Regions from separate parts of the Canis lupus genome. Here region 1 is linked to region 2. The links are chromatin contacts, called in public Hi-C maps. All regions are on one chromosome and are shown on one strand. Each heading gives the region's core, a stretch centred on a gene start, on an enhancer-like site or on the middle of the called end of the contact. The rest is flanking DNA. Distances are from core to core; before and after follow the strand shown. Region 1 holds the start of CCDC88C (protein Daple). Region 2 overlaps CCDC88C (protein Daple).

Region 1 (4,742 bases), core at 1,898-4,397, 54 kb before region 2:
ATGGGATATACACACACAATGGAGTAGCATTCAGCTTTAAAATGGAAAGAAATTCTGCAATGTAGTATAACATGGGGGAACCTTGAGGACACCACATTAAGGGAAATAAGCCAGTCACAAAAAAGGCAAATAGCGTATTAGGGTCAAAATCATAAAGTCAGGAAGTAGAATGGGGGTTGCCAGGGACTGGGGTTGGGGAGGGAGAACAGAGAGTGATGGCTTCATAGATATACAGTTTCAGACATACAAAAAGGAAAAGAGGGATGGGGATGAATGGCAGTGCTGGCTGCACAACAATACGAATGTATCTAATTCTAAACTAGACAAGCAATGGTTAAGGTGGTTTTACATTAGATCTACTTTGACCAAACAAAAAAGAATTATTTTTAAATCATGAAAGCAATATACTCTCATTCTAACAAAAATAGAATACAGAGACATGTTAACAAATAGCCATTCCTCTCCCCCTGACCTCCAAGTTGTACAAATAATCTCAGCTCCTATCAGGTAACCAAGATATGCCATTAGCTTACACGCCATTAGACAGCATTTTCCAGGAGGGGAAGAGAAAAATCCTTTCAGAATGAAGAACAAAATTAAAATACTTCTGTCCATGAAGCAAAGTATAAAGCAGAGAAATTACTTTTTATGCAGAAATGAGTGAGAAAAAAAATTAAAGGGTTAGGTCTCAGAGTGAGAGCCGAGGGGTATCGAGGCGAGAATGGAGGGACTCTGCTCAGTGGTTAGGAGGTGCTCCGTGTATGCTCCCTGAAGCTTATGCCCCAACCCAAAGGAGGCATGGGGGAAACAATTTTTGTTAAAGTAGTGATAGAACCCAGCAGAATATCAGGAAGATAGTCATCAATATCTTTATAAACTGTTTTACATGCACCACCTTGACCCTCAAAATTGTAGTCATATAGGGGGATATAATAATATAATTCCACTTTTAGGGATTAAGAGGCTCCTAGAAAGTATCTCGTCCAGGTCATCCAGACCTTCAAAGCTTTTTCAACCCTGTAACCTGGGCACCATCTAGTTTACCTGATCCCCTGCCACTCAGGCAATAAGGATGCTGAGCTGGTTCTGAGTGAGACAGGATCTAGGCAATGAATGATGGATACATCCATGATCATGAACCGGTGCAGACAATGACTGATCCCAACATCAGAAATTCCTGAACTGGCTGTGGCCCAGGGACTGCCAACATCCCCAGGGACAAATTCTCTCACCATGATGAGAAATGTCCCACTGCAACTGTCAGAAAGCATTCACTAGTCCCTTGTGCTCCTCCAAGTGAAATAGTATGCTTATCGAATAACTTTAGAGATCCTACCTCCTTGTGCCTCAGAAACAGCTTAGGTCAACGCGAAAAACACTCTGGTCTCACAGACATTCTCTGTTTTGCAGAACGAGGATCTTCTACACAAAGATGGACGGATACCAGTCACACCTGTTTTCCAACCCATTTTACAATAAGGGCAATTAGGGAATTAATGCATTCCTGGCGCGTAAGAAAACCACTAAGCTACAAACCTCAGTTCCTCCGCACTGTCCCACCCCCTCCCTCCCCCAGTTACCCTGACTTCCACATTTCTCCTTAGGACTCTTCATCTCCCACCTGGCTCCCAGGGCCACAGTGTCATCTCACAAGGCCAAGACGCGAAACTCGGCTGCAATACCACACTTCACCGACAGATGCCGCAGCCTCAATACCTGACAGCCAACTTTCAAATTACTACCACCACAACTCGCAACCATTCAGTGCCTACTGCATACTTTTTTTTTTTTTTAAAGGTTTATTGCTCTGGTATCCTTTATTTTTTTTTTAAAGATTTTATTTATTTATTCATGATAGTCAGAGAGAGAGAGAGAGAGAGAGGCAGAGACACAGGCAGAGGGAGAAGCAGGCTCCATGCACCGGGAGCCCGACGTGGGATTCGATCCCGGGTCTCCAGGATCGCGCCCTGGGCCAAAGGCAGGCGCCAAACCGCTGCACCACCCAGGGATCCCCCCCCTTTTTTTTTTTTTAAGTAGGCTCCACGCTAGGCGTGGAGCTCAACGGGGGGGAGGGCGGAGGCAGTGGCGGGGCTCGAACTCACGATCTTGACAGCAAGACCTGAGCTGAGATCATGCGTGGGATGCCCACGACTGAGCCACCCAGGCGCCTTGCCTACCGTACACTAGGCACTTAGGCCAATCCCGCGGCAGCTGGCTCGTGAGGACCTTCGTTAATTCGCATGAAGTGCTTTGAACAACGAACTGGATCGTAGTAGATTATTACCAGCCCAAGGTGAAGTGGCAGAGAGCGACGGGAACGTGGGTCACCGCAGCTGTCTCAGCAGGGTGGTCTGGGCCAGGGCCTGCTTCCCATCCAGGTGGGGCCACCGTCCTTTCTCCTGTCGCCCTCCACTAAGCTGCTGCTAGGTCCTCCAACCTGGAGTCCGGGATTTGGCTCCTCCACCGCCAAGTGGCAGCAGCAGTGGGGGTTGGGGTCACAGGTGGTGCGGCGGGGCTCTGGCCTCCCGGGGGAGCTTGCAGAAGGCAGGCAGGGCGGGAGGTGGCGCGGGGGGCGCCAGAGGTCGCGCTCCCACGGTCTGAACTCAACACTAAGTTTCCTCCCTGGGGCCGCCACCCCCACGAGAAGCGCGCGGGCTCCGCTCCTGTCCCGGCGGCGGGTGGCTGGGGCTCCGCGCGGCCGAGGGGCTGCACCTGCCGCGGGGAGGGTGGGGAGGGGCCGGGAGGGACGGGGCCGCGGGCCGCGCGGCGCCCCAGCGAGCGGTGGGCCGGGGGCGACTCCCCAGTCTCGGCGCTCCGCCGCCCCGGGGAGGCACGGAGGGGCCGGGGTCCGCGCGCTCGGGTCCGCCGCAGGCGCACGCGCGGGGAGGGCCACGTGCTGGGGCCCGCGGGGAGGGCCCGGGAGGCCGCGCGGAGCCCCCCCGCCCCGCGCCCCGCGCAGCCGCGCCCGCGCCCGCGCCCGAGCGCCCGGCCCCGGCCCCGGCACCGCGAGGCGGCGCACCAGCCGCCCAGGGCCGCCGAGGGGCGGGGCCGCGCCCGCATTGTTCCTCCCCTAGCGCCGGGCCCTCCCCTTCCCCCAGCCCCGGGCGGGGCGCGGGGCCGCCGAAGCCGCGGAACGTGGGCTCGCGCCCCGCCTTTGTCTCCCGGGTGCGAGCTGCCGCAGCCCCGCGCCCCGCTCGCTGGCGGAGCCGCTTTGTGCCGCGGCGCGGGGGACCGGGCGTGGAGCCGGCGGGCGCAGCCTCAGCATGGACGTGACCGTGTCGGAGCTCATGGAGCTCTTCCTGCAGAGCCCGCTGGTGACCTGGGTGAGTGCGCCCAGCTCCCTGCCCCATTGTTGGTGCCCCCGCCGTGGCCGCACCACCTCCCCCGCCCGCGGGCCCGGGGAGCCTCCGGGACTCGGGGGACTCAGCGAGTGCTCCCGGCCGGGGTCGGGGTCCGGGCCCCGGGGTCCGGAGGCGTTTCCCGCTCGGGAGCCCGCGCGCCGGGTGCGGGACCTCGCCGCGTTGCGGGCCGGGCCGGGCGGGGGCTCCGCGGGTGCACCTGTTGGCGCCGGGGCGCTGGGCTGCGGCCCCCGCGCGGACCGGGTCGGGGTACCCCCACCCCCCGGGGCTTGACCACTCAAGGAAGGGACTCCTACCCCAAAATACACTCGTGTAGTTTCCGAACCTCAGACCAGCAGGTGGGTGGCGGCCGAGCGAGAATGGGTACAGGCGGGGGGCGGCGCAGTCACTTCCAGTAGATTTGAGACGTGAGAAATTTATTGAAAAGTCTCTCTCTCTCTCTCTCTCTTTTTTTTTTTTTTTTCCGCCTTGGGCCGCTGGAGAAAAGTGGGGAGGAAGTTTTCGTCTTGCTGTCTTGCGTCTGTTGCCTGGCGCAGGATGGGGGGTAGAGGCCCCTGCAAGGGCTGGCGGGCGGGGGTGACCCCCTGTTCCCGCACCGGCCCTGCCCGCCTTTGCCATGGAGAGCCCTAAAGACCGTGCCCTCGGGGCTCACTTCCTGCCTTTCCGCGCCCCGTTTCCCCGGCAGGTGAAAACTTTTGGCTCCTTCGGAAGCGGCAACCAGGACAATCTGACCATGTACATGGATTTAGCGGATGGCATCTTTTTGAACCAAATCATGTTGCAAATGTAAGTTATCTACGGGGAAGAAGGAAAGAGCGATGCTTCGGAAAGTTTAAGGTTGTAGAATGGGAACGTGTTCAAACAGAGAGGGTTCTTTGCAAGTGGAGGGGGGGGGGGCGCCGGCATCTCAAGATTAGGGTGATTTTTTTCCCTTTCCTGTGAGTATGAAGAATTCCAGGACAGCAGGTTGGCAGCTTGTTTGGTTAAGGCAATTTGGAATTGAATGACTTGACTGTCCTCCACGTGGTGTAGATAGGACAACCGACTTCATGCTTAGATATTTGAAGTTTGAGCAAGGAAGTTAAAAAAAACAAAACAAAACAAAAAAACCCTTTTGGGGGGCAAGGAACTGTAACAGTCTGGTTACAGGAAGTGTTTGGGGTGTACCCAGAGCATCCGTGTGACTATAAAGTTTCACTGTAAGTTGGGATGCCTGTGTTTCTGAGCTTCTTTTCACTTGATCATACGTTTTGTTGCTCTCTGGCGAGTGCAGTTGCCTAAGGCCCTTCCTAAGGCTTAAAGTCACTGTGTTAAGAGAGCCTTGGGAGTCCGAATGCTGTGTAGTGTTTGTAGTACTGAGCTTAAACGGGTCTTGGTGGAAGT
Region 2 (5,351 bases), core at 170-2,669:
GGTAGCGGATGCCCAGATGCCGCTCACGCAGGCCCCAGCCCAGGCCCCGGCCCCGGGGGCAGTGGCTCCTCTCCCATTTCTGTGGTAACGTCAGGAAGGTGGGGATCTGCTTTGCTGAGCAGAGTTACGCTGCCTGACCCGGTTTATTCTGGGGGCTGGTTTTATGGGGGGAGAGATGCCTGTGGAAGGTTGGTGGTTCAAGCATGGTTCTAGGTGCTGCCTGCCCCGGAGACACCCCCCTGCAGAGGAGCAGGAACAGTGGAGCCTTCCTGTGTGAGCCCCTGGTGAGCCCGCCCTGCACTGGGCGTCATGTATGGTTAACACATACAAAGGGGAGCATGCTCCTGGGCTGTGACCGTGCCAGCCCATTGATAGGTGAGAACACAGAGGCTCGTAGGGCTTCGGTGGCAAGCCCTCGGTCACGTGGCCCGCAAGTAGACCCTGCAGCCCGAGCTCCCTGGCCGTATCACACACAGACGAATCAGGTTGGGCCAGTCATCGACCCTCTGACCTATGGAAATGGCAGTGGCATGTGGTCCAGTCTGGCGTTACACACATCCCACTGCCCCATCCAGCCACCCTGTTGCCCCGTCGTGCTGGATAACTTCCCACCCTCCTCCTGAGGGTACCTGTGGTCTTCCCTGATGATGTCCCCCTGCCATCTGGAAGCCCATACTCTGGAGGCCCCTTTGCCAGCTACCGCTGCACCCTGGAACCCTGGCTCCTGCCTCCCTGCTCAGCAGTCTCTGTTCCAGCCTCTGAACCACATGGAGCCTGAGGGGTTGTCCATACGCAGAGCACACAGGTCTCCTCTCAGGGTCTGGTGCTGAGCAGAAGCCTCTGCAGAGATGTGGACACTGGATTTTGCTTTTGCTTTTTTTTTTTTTGAAATTGCTTTATTGAGGCATAGTGTGCATACCTTAAAATTCACCTGTCCTGGGTATATGATGTAGTGGCTTTTTTTTTTTTTTTTTTTTTTTGTCATAAGTGTCTACAACTATGCACTCTTCACCACAATTCAGGCTTAGGACACCACAGGGAAGCTGTTTTTGAGGCTCTGACAGGTGCATGGGGTGTCCTGGCATCAGATAGGATCAGTATACATCAGTCAGAAAGGTGGTATCTCCTGCTCTGAAGGACAGGCTGGGAAGAGACTCGGGGGGTCGGCAGGCGGGGGTCTCCAGGGGCATGCGGGGGGCGGGGGGTGGTCTCCGGGCAGGGCCTGCATGGTCACGGCCCTGGATGTGGGAGCTGGGTGCGTGCTTGCGTAGGCTCTGACTGGGGTCCCGGGACCCCCTGAGCAGGGGGGAGGTCAGCAGGCCCACTGGCAAGAAGGTGCAGAAATGTATTTATGGGATAGTGTTTCCTGCTTTAAATTGTAAAACATAGATGAGTGAAGCACTTTCGGTTTCTTTTTAAATAAAGACCAAAGTTGATTTCTTTTTTGTGTGGTTGCCTAGAAGTGGGTTTGGGAGGTGGGAGGGGTGCTGCTTTCTTCTTCTTCTTCTTCTTTTTTTTTTTTTAAACTAATTCTGCCCCACATATCATCTTAGGAGCATGCCTGTGCTCTCTTTGGCTGATATTGATATTGTACTGTTATTTATAACATTTCAGTTTTGGGGTTTTTTTATTAAAAAAATTTTTTTTTGGCAAATGTACCTCAACGGAGCCATGTGCCAGGGGCAGGACAGAGCCCAGCAGGGCATCTCGTCAGACACACACACACACAGGGACACTGATCCTGAGACACTGAGTGTTTGTCCCCAGGAGGGTGTCCTGGGATGTGGGGGCTGTCCCCTGCCTCCGACCTAAGGAAGGGAGATGTCACAACTCCTACCCTTACGAGAGCTTCTCTGTGTGTCTAACCAACCTGCCCCCCACCCCATGCCACCCCGTGGGATGAAAGGATGTTCTCTTTTCTTCTGCCTTGGGTGGGATTCAGGGATGCTCAATGAATGTGAAGAAGAACTTTCAGAGACTTCAAGTCATTGTTAAAACCTCTTCTTGGTGTCTGGGTCTCCTGGCCCCAACTCTTCATCCTGTCTCTCCTCTTTTGCACCTGAAGTCACCTCTCCGCAGTGTCTGTCTCGTGGTACACCTGCAGTTTTGCAGCTGTCCTCATGGGTTGTCAGGGGCGTCTGTCCGGGACCTCATCGGGTGGACCCCACATCTTGGAGCCTGGCCTGGGGTCTCCTAGGACCCAGCCCTGAGCCCCTTGATCATGTTCGTATGATGGCCATTGGCAGGAGAGCCTCACGCTGGTGGCCCTCAGGACTGCGTATTGTAGGGTGCTCTTCGCTTTGTGTCGCCTTGGCTGAGTCTTGTCATCTGCTGTCACCCACATGTGTTCATCAGGCTTCCCTCTTCCTGCCACAGTGGCCTCTTCCCCATCTGCCCTGGCCTTTCCCGTCCCCATGTCCTCAGTACAGGCCCTGTTCCTCTTAACTGCTGTACTGCCCCGTCCCCTGGCACTGGGGCCTGCGTGCACTGGCCTCCCGCAGCTGGGCTTGCCCTTAGTAGGCATTGCCGGGTGTCCGCCTGTGTGCCCCTCACCCTTCAGGATCCCAGTCCTGTCCTGCTTCGCCTTCCCCTTGTTCACAGTGTGTATCACTCTCCAGATCTTTGATCGTTTATTTTCTCATGTCTGTCGCAGGGCTTATCCCCCAGCCCACACACGATGGAGTCTTCCACAAGGGCAAGAATCTTTGGGTTTTTTCTCTTTTTTGTTGCCAGTGTCTTCCGGGTGTCTAGAGCAGTGCCTGGCACGTAGTAGGTGCTCAGTAAATAAAGCACACATGCTGCAGACCCACCTTTGTCCCCTTTGCTCTCCTGTCCCCACTTCCCCAGTCCTTCAAGTGGGCGCTTGCGACAGGTGTTAAACACATGCTCCTGCAGATGCCAAGGTCAAAGGTCAGCGGTCAGGGCCGAGCCAGAGTCGATCTCCACCCAGTGCCACCTGTTGATCTCCACCCAGTGCTATGTGTGTGGCTCGGAAGCTGCCCTCACCCTGCCATCTTGCCAGCTGCACATCCACGTTCAGCACGTTTCCATGGTTTATCAGAGTCTGTTCTGGAAGAAGTCATGAGAACCACGACAAGATGACGTCGGCTTTATCCGTAAAACGGGGGATGGTTTTGGACCAGATCCAGACCAGCTCCCCGGCCTCTGCGCTGCCGGGCCCTGTCACCGTGCCACACAAAGAAGACTAGATTCATCTGACAGGAAGCCAAGGGTGTTAGCAGATTAATTTCTCCGGTGAATCATTCAGCAGGCGCTCGGGAAGAGAGCATTGTATCCACGGGCAGTGGTGGTTTTCTGACTTGTACGTGGCTGATCCACGTGAGATGGTGAGAATGGAGGGAAGGCATCTCACGGGTGCGGAAACCCAGCCTTAGAGAAGGTGCTCATGCAGAGGCTCGCAGCCTGTGGCCGTACAGGAGAGAAGCACATCTGTTGGGCATCTGGGTGCCCCGGCGGGATCCCAGGCCCTGGGAGGGGCTGAGCCCGTGCCCTGCACAGGGCTGTCTCAGCACGGCTGGACATCTGAGGATAGCCTGGGTGGTTCCAGCGCGCTGGCCCCAGGTCTTCCATGTCCCCTCTGTCCTGCTGGTTCCAGGAGGGCCTCTAGCACAGAGCAGGCTCCTAGGGGCATTGGCGGGTCTGTGTCCATGGGTGCTGTGCGTACCCTTCCTCCCAGCTCGCGGCGGAAGAGACCCAACGGCCTCTTGCTAATCCTCTCCAGCTTGTGTTTCTCCTGCCTCCTGCTGGGCCCAAGGGCCCTGGAAACAAATAGGTTGTCTATGTGGAAGGAGTCCCCCAAGTCCTAGTCAGGGCAGGGGTGCATGGGAGGCAGCGTTGGTGACGGGTAGACCTGTTCCAGGGTGAGAAGTGGTGTAAGCACACTTGATGGAGTGCCATGAGCTCTGCGTGGACAGGCTGGGAAGACTTCCTGGAGGAGGTGCATGGCCGTGCATCAGAAGGGAGGGTGTCCTGGGATGTGGGGGCTCTGAGGGGTGGGACGGCCCTGGGAATCCCATGACGGGCTTCATGCTCTGTACACTGGGAGGAAGTAAGGCTGTGTCGCAGGTGAAGCTACCTCCCCAAGACCCTTGGGATTTGACACTTAACCCTCTCAGCGTTAGGTGGCTATCCTGCCAGGGGCGCCGTGGAAGTGCTTTCCAGATCCCACAGAAACCACCCTCGTAGTCCTCCCCGCACAGCTCTGCCTTCTGCTGACAGGGAGCTGGTGCCAGGCTGCTGGGCCCACGGCTGGCTCACCTCCGCTGCGGCAGCCAGGGGACAGAGCCCAGGGTCCGGCTTACTAGGAACAGTCTTGTCGCCCCTAGACCGTTCTCCTAAAGACCGCGGGGACTGGCTTCCCTCCCCTGCCGTCCCCGCGGTGCTGCCCTGCTCACCAAGCGAACGGGTGGCGAGCATCTGCCGTCCGGGGCTAAGTTAATGGCACATTCTTGCCTTCTTTCTCCAAACCTTATTTATTGTTTCATTTCTCCCCAACTCTGGTCTGGTCTGGTCTCGTACGCGTGTATGTTTATTTTGGGGGGTTTATGAAAATCTCAGGTCCTTTAAACGAAGAGGGGAGGGATAAGCGAACGAAGGGAAGCCACCCTCGCAGCCCTCTGCTCCCGTTTATGCTCCGCGTTCCCTCCTGGAGGGGCCGGGCTCAGGGAAGCCGCCGTCCGGCCCCTGCTGCGGGGCCTCGGCTGGGGGTCCCTGGAGCCGCAGGCCGGCTCTCTGCTGCGGCGGGCACAGGCGGGCAGAGGCGGGCACAGGCGGGCGCGGCCGCTCGCCGGCCTCCTGGGCAGCCCGAGGGCCGTGCCTGGATACCAGCCTTTGTCCGGTGGACCGTGAGCGACGCTGTGTACACACGCTGCTGCCCGGCTCTGCCCGCGCCATGGCCACCTGCGGGACTGCTCCCCGGGGCCGGGGCCGGGGCCACCCGCGGACGCCGGACCAGACGTTGTTTGTGAGAGGTCTCTGTGGTCACCGCTGGGACCGGGGCTCCGGGTTTTCTGCCTGGGGCGGGGGGGGGGCAGGGGCCCTCCCTCCCGCCGGCTCCCGCCTGTGCCGGCCTCTCCTCTGCAGCCCTGGCCGCCGGCTCTCAGGCTCTCAGGCTGAACTCGGGCGGCCGGTGCTGCCTTTCTGGTCGTCTGTGTGTGGAGCTCAGGCAGCGGCCACCTGCTGTGGCCCCGGCAGCCCGGGGGCCGGGAGTCCTTTGTGTTGGCGATGCCGTCCAGGGGCACGGTGGGGCGCCTTCAGAGTGTTGTCCGTCGTCTGGGAGCAGCCGCCTTCCGTCACCGGGCACTCGGTGGTGCTGGGGGATCCAGGGTTGG

Evidence for each region. A called contact is a pair of places that touch in the nucleus more often than the background predicts.
Region 1: a Hi-C map of blood shows a contact between it and region 2, with 4 times the contacts expected there. The contact joins the promoter of CCDC88C here to the enhancer-like site in region 2. A contact is called at or near these places in 4 of 9 Hi-C or Micro-C datasets (amygdala and blood).

The regions. Positions count from the first base shown.
Region 1 is chr8:62,575,145-62,579,886 of UU_Cfam_GSD_1.0, reverse strand. CCDC88C (protein Daple) reads left to right here and starts at 3,147. Exons shown (of 29, transcript XM_038545572.1): 1 at 3,147-3,323; 2 at 4,045-4,145. The coding sequence starts at 3,264.
Region 2 is chr8:62,518,484-62,523,834 of UU_Cfam_GSD_1.0, reverse strand. The region is part of intron 4 of CCDC88C (protein Daple); the gene reads left to right. Among named protein-coding and RNA genes, the nearest start is that of CCDC88C, 56 kb to the left of the region's middle. Within about 2 kb of position 1,419, at least 2 of the 20 cell types and tissues checked have an H3K27ac peak or open chromatin away from gene starts, as enhancers often do. A contact at or near this core is called in blood, where this site is marked.